2 separate regions of the Hordeum vulgare genome follow, and region 1 is linked to region 2. A link is a contact called in public Hi-C data. All regions are on one chromosome and are shown on one strand. Each heading gives the region's core, a stretch centred on a gene start, on an enhancer-like site or on the middle of the called end of the contact. The rest is flanking DNA. Distances are from core to core; before and after follow the strand shown. Region 1 holds the start of LOC123440574 (protein VAPYRIN-like). Region 2 holds the start of LOC123440573.

What was found. A called contact is a pair of places that touch in the nucleus more often than the background predicts.
Region 1: a contact with region 2 is called in a Hi-C map of leaf, with 2.6 times the contacts expected there. The contact joins the promoter of LOC123440574 here to the promoter of LOC123440573 in region 2. A contact is called at or near these places in 2 of 6 Hi-C or Micro-C datasets (both in leaf) and 1 of 1 datasets of contacts at active chromatin or transcription factors (embryo).

What each region holds. Positions count from the first base shown.
Region 1 is chr3H:555,006,242-555,009,054 of MorexV3_pseudomolecules_assembly, forward strand. It overlaps LOC123440574 (protein VAPYRIN-like), which reads left to right and starts at 1,333. Exons shown (of 2, transcript XM_045117138.1): 1 at 1,333-2,394. The coding sequence starts at 1,612. It overlaps TRNAG-UCC (a tRNA gene), which reads right to left and starts at 128; the gene lies at 57-128.
Region 2 is chr3H:554,866,815-554,869,908 of MorexV3_pseudomolecules_assembly, forward strand. It overlaps LOC123440573, which reads right to left and starts at 1,307. Exons shown (of 1, transcript XM_045117137.1): 1 at 249-1,307. The coding sequence starts at 1,225. The coding sequence ends at 479.

The sequences.
Region 1 (2,813 bases), core at 83-2,582, 140 kb after region 2:
GCAAGTGACTGCCCCTGCAGATAAAAAGTGGCCCGGCAGGCTTGTAAAAAAGAAGATGCGTCTGCCGGGAGTCGAACCCGGGTCTATTGCTTGGAAGGCAATTATCCTGACCGTTGGACTACAGACGCTTACATGACAAAATTTAAAACAAGGCGTATGCAAACTATTCGGTCACCATAAGATATCACTAGCTAGTGCATTCACCATATAGAATTATAGAGCAGGAGAGGAGACCTTTTGCATTCAATCTGCAAAAGAAATGTTTTACTCCCCCATAGCTAAATATAAGTTTTTTCAGAGGTTTCATTACATACTACGGAGTACATACGAATGTATATAGACGTATTTTAGAAAGTAAATTTACTCATTTCACTTCGTATGTAGTCTTTAATGAAATTTTTAGAAAGACTTATATAAAGAGATGTTTGACTTCCTCCATTCTTACAAGTCTTTTTAGAGGTTTTCATTATGGACTATATACGAATATGTATAGACATACTTTAAAGTATAAATTTATTTATTTTATTTTATATATAGTTTTTAATAAAAAAATCTTTAAAAAGACTTATATTTAGTATATATTGCAAGCGTGGTGTGTAGCTGAATCGGTACGGTGCGCGAGCGTCTCAGTCACAGTCTCACAGAACTGATATGTACTGTAGACGCATGAGCATGAGTACCGGACGACGGAGGTACGGCGCGTCGCGTAATACAGTACTGTAGTATAAAGCCGGTGAAGCAGAACCGTTTCGTTTGGTAGCGGCAGCAAGCACTCCTGTCCTGTTGCCCGAGCATCTGGACGCCGAGCTGCACGGAGACGTGGGATGCGGTGCCCGGGGCCGCTCACGTAGCAGCGGAAGCGGCCGCGATCGCGCCCTCGTTTCTGCGCCGATTCGCGTGACGGAGCCGGGAGGGCACATGGCGCCTAGACGAATCCAACGATCCTCTCGTCTCGTCGCGTGACGGAGGCACGACGCGCGGGCGGGCGGATGCCTTCGGTTCACGGCCTCACGGGGGGTACCGTGGATTGTAGCGCTTTGCATCATTGCATGGCGTGATCGTTCGCTTGCCACCCGGTCTGATGGGACGTGCGGTAGCGATGCCACTCCTCGGCGCTTTGCTTGCTCGTGCTGGACCTGGATCCATCATTCTCTGCTGGTCCCGTAGGTAGGTTATCATGCATGCATGCATGCATGCGGGATCCGGCGAGCCGGCACGCCTTGCCGGACACGGTGTGGCCTCTTCTGGCAGCATATCAACTGAAGCCGTCGGATTGGAAACTACGTTGACACGTTGACACGGTGTGGACACGTTCAGAGCAGTGTGTGAAACAAACGGTTTTACGTATTGCAGAGCGTGGTCCACTGGAATATCAACGTTCTCTCTCTGTCATTAATCATGGCTCTGTACATCACACCGGAATCTACCATGGCACACTGTCACAGAAGCCAGCATCCTCTCATTGCTCGATCCAGCCAGCGTGCCAGCAAAAGAGCAAGCGCCATCCTTTCTTCCTAGGTACAGCCACCAGATGCTCGGGTACAGACACCATTCCGCGCTTCCAGCTCCGCTGCCTGCACATACCACCCCGCGCGCTTCCAACGGAGATAGATGGCCGCTGCTAAGCCAGCCTGCTCCGTTCCCGCCAGTTCCGCCGACGCAGCCAAACCGCCGGCGGCGCCCGAGCAGCAGCAGCAGCTCCTGGAGGTGGCGGAGGAGGAGGTGGTCGTCGACTTCAAGCCCAGCTCCAAGTGCCGCGTGGACCTCCGCCTCCGCTCGCTGCACCCGACGCTCCCCGTCGCCTTCAAGGTGCAGACCTCCTCCCCGCTCAAGTTCCTCGTCAGCCCGCCGCGCGGCGCCCTGCAGCCCCTCTCCTCGGCCACCATCCGCGTCGTGCTCCGCCCGCAGCCGCACGCGCCGCCGTCCTTCCCGCGCTCTCGCGCCGACCGATTCCTCGTCCTCTCCTCCCTCTCCGCCGCGCACCTCGACTCAGCGGCCTCCGTGCCCGGCGGCGCCATCCGCCTCCGCGTGTTCTTCGGCGGGCCCTACCTGCTCCGCCTCGCCGCCGACGCCGGGGACTCCGCGGCCGTGCGCCTCATCCTGCGCCGGCAGCCGCACCTCCTACCGGTCCTCGACCCCGAGGCGGCTGTACCGGAGGCCGAGCAGTGGGCGCCGCTGCACGCGGCTGCGGCGCGGGGCGACTGCGGAGAGGTGAGGAGACTGGGGCAGGAGGCGCTCGCGGTGCGCGACAAGGACGGCAGGACGGCTCTGCACGTCGCGGCCGCGGCCGGCGAAGCAGAGGCCGTGGCAGAGCTGGTGGACATGGGTGCCGACTCCGCGGCGGCCGACGCGCGCGGGAGGACTCCGCTGGACGTGGCGCGAGAGAAGGGCTACGTAAGTATACCTCTGTCCTTTCGGCTTTGCTAAAAATCAGTCAAGTCTCAGTCGATATTGTAGTCCGTTGATTTTGCATCAAGATTTATGCAAATAAAAAAAATTCTCAGTTCTTTTTTTGCGTGCTGTATTACTTGACTGAGACTTCGTCAAGTCTCAGTCCACGACGTAGGCAATCCCCTGTCCTTTTGTACTGCCATGCCATGCAGTAACTTGAGAGTTTAATTAAGATTGAACAAAAATTACGCTCCCGGCAGTCTAGTCACAAACTGACAACCATGGTCGCATGCAGTAAACAACCTTCTGTTGTATTACTTGGACTGGAAGGTCGCAAGAAAGTTACTTGTGAATTTCGAGATCTTGGCTGGTTTTGTCACGGACAGAACAGAGTGGGAGTTGGCAGAATCAACTGTTGTTCC
Region 2 (3,094 bases), core at 57-2,556:
GTCAGGTCACCGAACGAACTTAGATTCAGACTTAATCTCCTCAGCATAGCTTAGCAAAGAGAAAGTAAGTAGTTAGTAGTAAGTACTCCCTCCGTTTCTAAATATAAATCTTTTTAAAAAATTTACTAGAAGACTATGTGCGGAACAAAATAAGCAAATTTACGCTCTAAAATGTAATCCTCTAATAGAACCATCAAAAAGACTTGTATTTAGGAACGAGGGAGTACTACCCAAGACAACATTTAGTGTTTGGTTTGGAAATGCTGAAAACTTGCAACTCCCAATTCATCACACGGTACTGTATCAGATCAGACACCAGTTACACTAAATCATGTAGAGTAGTAGTAGTAAAGACTACACACAGAGCCCCATTTCTTATCCCGATTTTTGGTACCCGCTACGAAATTAAAAATCTACTACTACTGACTACTGAGTAGTACACAAGTCATCGGCGGATTGGAACCTTTTTGAATCTGGATCAGACGACCGGCGGCGAGCAGTCCGGGCAGCGGACGAGGCCGTTCTCGTTGCAGCCGGCGCAGGTGCGGAACCCGCCGCCGCCCTTGAGGCTGTACCGCTTGTGGCTCCCGTCGCAGCTGCCGCACAGGACGTAGCGCTCGCCGCCGCAGCGGCCGCAGGCGGCGAGGGACGCGGCGCCGGCCACGACGCGCCGGAGCTCGCCCGACTCGTGCAGGCGGCGGAGCTCCTCGGCGCCGCCGAGGTGGCGGCCGCCGACGAAGACCTGCGGGAGCGTGATCCGGCGGGCGCGCGGGAGGAGGGCCGTGAGCTCCTCGAGGTAGCGCGCGTCCATGGCGAGGTCGCGCTCGTCGACGGAGGCGCGGAGCCCCCGCAGGATGGCGCGCGCGGCGCGGCAGTCCTCGTAGGTGCCCCGGATGACGTGGAGGGAGGTGTAGTAGAGCACGACGCGGCGGTCGGCCTCGGCCGCGGGCGGCGGCGCCTGGAGGGTGCGGAGCGCGCGGAGGGCGGAGGCGGCCACGCGGACGCGGTGGAAGACGCGGGCGGAGCGCGGGGCCGTGTGCGGCGGGGAAGGGGAGGGCGCGGCGGGGTCGGAGCGGAGGAGGGCCTGGAGGTCCTTGAGGGAGGGCGAGTTGAAGGAGAGGCGCGGCGAGGCGGCGGTGAGCGCCGTGGAGGAGCAGGTGGAGGTGGAGGAGGAGGAGGAGGTGGTGGGGGAGGTGGAGCGCGTCTTGACCCAGGGCAGCCACATGGGGGAAGCCGGAGATGGGGAAGAGAGATGAGATGCCGCCCGAGATGGGGACTCGTCCGGTTTTCAGTTTCGGAGCGGCGCGGGGGGGAAGCGTGTGGCCCTAGCTGCACTACGTTTCGTTTCGTTTTCACCCTTTTCGCTTGTGACGTTTGGGATTTGAAGAAGGGGTGTTTGCTTTTTTTTCATTTTAGCCCTTTGAAGTTGTGAGGTTCTACGGCCAGCGCTCGTGCGTGAACTTTTAATGATCCTTAGAGGGTGCTTGATACGTTTTAGTCCCATGACTAAAAGTAGTGGGACTAAAACTTGCTAGCCTCATCTATGTTTAGATCCAAATACTAAAAAAACTAAAATTAAGTTAATGGGCATTTATTATTCTCCAAATCCTCCAATCCAGAACTCGCATGTGTTAAAGCAGAGGAGTTAAATGAGGAGAGAGATGACTAATCCATATTTTAGTAGGGGTACCCCTGACTAAAAGATTTTAGCCTCAAGACTAGTTTTAGCCTCTCTTTAGTCAGTGATGCTTGGAACTTTAGCCTCTTAAAGGGACTATTTTTAGTCAGACTAGTTTAGTCTCTTGGATCAAAGCACCCTTTTAGCTAAAACACTCCTCGACTACTTCCTTCGTTTTTAAATATATTTTTTAAAATAAATTTAATAAAGAACTGAATACGGAACAAGATGAATAAACCTATACTCTAAATTATGTCAATATACATTGTATGTAGTTTTTTAATGAAATTTTTAAAAAGACACATATTTAGGAACGGAGGGAGTATAACTCTAGTCAAACACCATGCTATTATTATATTTGTCTTTTTATTTCGGGAAAAGGTTACCACCATCCAACGGATTGCAACGGCCGAGTCCACCACCTCTCGAGCACACAAGATACGTTCTAGAAACATATGCGGTGTTGCAATGGTCTATTATATGTCTATGTTTTACAAAAAAACCTTAAGTGTAGAAATTTTCTGCAATAAGACCTCAGTTATAAAAAAATTGCAATTTGTTAACAAAGCAACGGTTGCAAAAACATTCTACAAGAAAACCTATATGACAGGAATAATTTTGCAACAAGACCTATGTTGTAGTGATGAAGGCATGCTCGGCTCGTTCGATCCGACGAATCTGACGGCTCGGGACCTAGTTGGTCTTTTAAAAAGATTAGCCGGCGAACGAGTAACACTCCCCTTTTTATTTCTTTTCTTTTGAACAGAAAGGTAGGGTCCAGAAGGACCCATTCATTGATAAGCATTATAGTAGATTTTGTAACTAGACCCCTTAGAAACATGACAATACTAACAAGGCACCGCAAAATGCAAAATAGTCCTTGAACAAGGAAAGAAGAATGCAATCGGGTCTGTAACTGCCCTTCCATGGAACCAATCTGGCCAGCGTCACGGACGGTACCACTTAGGCCAACCAAACCTCCATGACACCATGTCATGGACTGCACCTCAAAGGTGGCATGCCTCCCCTTAGGCGGGCCTACCGAGGATGTCATGATAGGCATTGCGAAAGGCCACCACCTCGAAGGCCAGTCGCTCCTTTCAAAAGTTTTTCGCCTCCGAACACAACGTCCAAAGCGATTTGCCCGAGTGACTCTACTTTCTTCCCTCAGATGACCCAGTGAAAGTGCATGTTGCCTTTGCTCAATCGGGACATCGGGATGTCCATTGCCTTGAGCGTGTCGACGTAGATTATGTTGAGGTTGCAGCCTCCGTCCATCAGGACCTTTTGTAGTCGGACTCCGTTGACAACCAGATCCACAACCAGCGCGTGCCGCCCGGGGGTGGCTACGTGGGCCAGATGATTCAAATGATTGAACGTGATGGACGTTTTCGCCCAGTTGAGGTATTTGGTGGT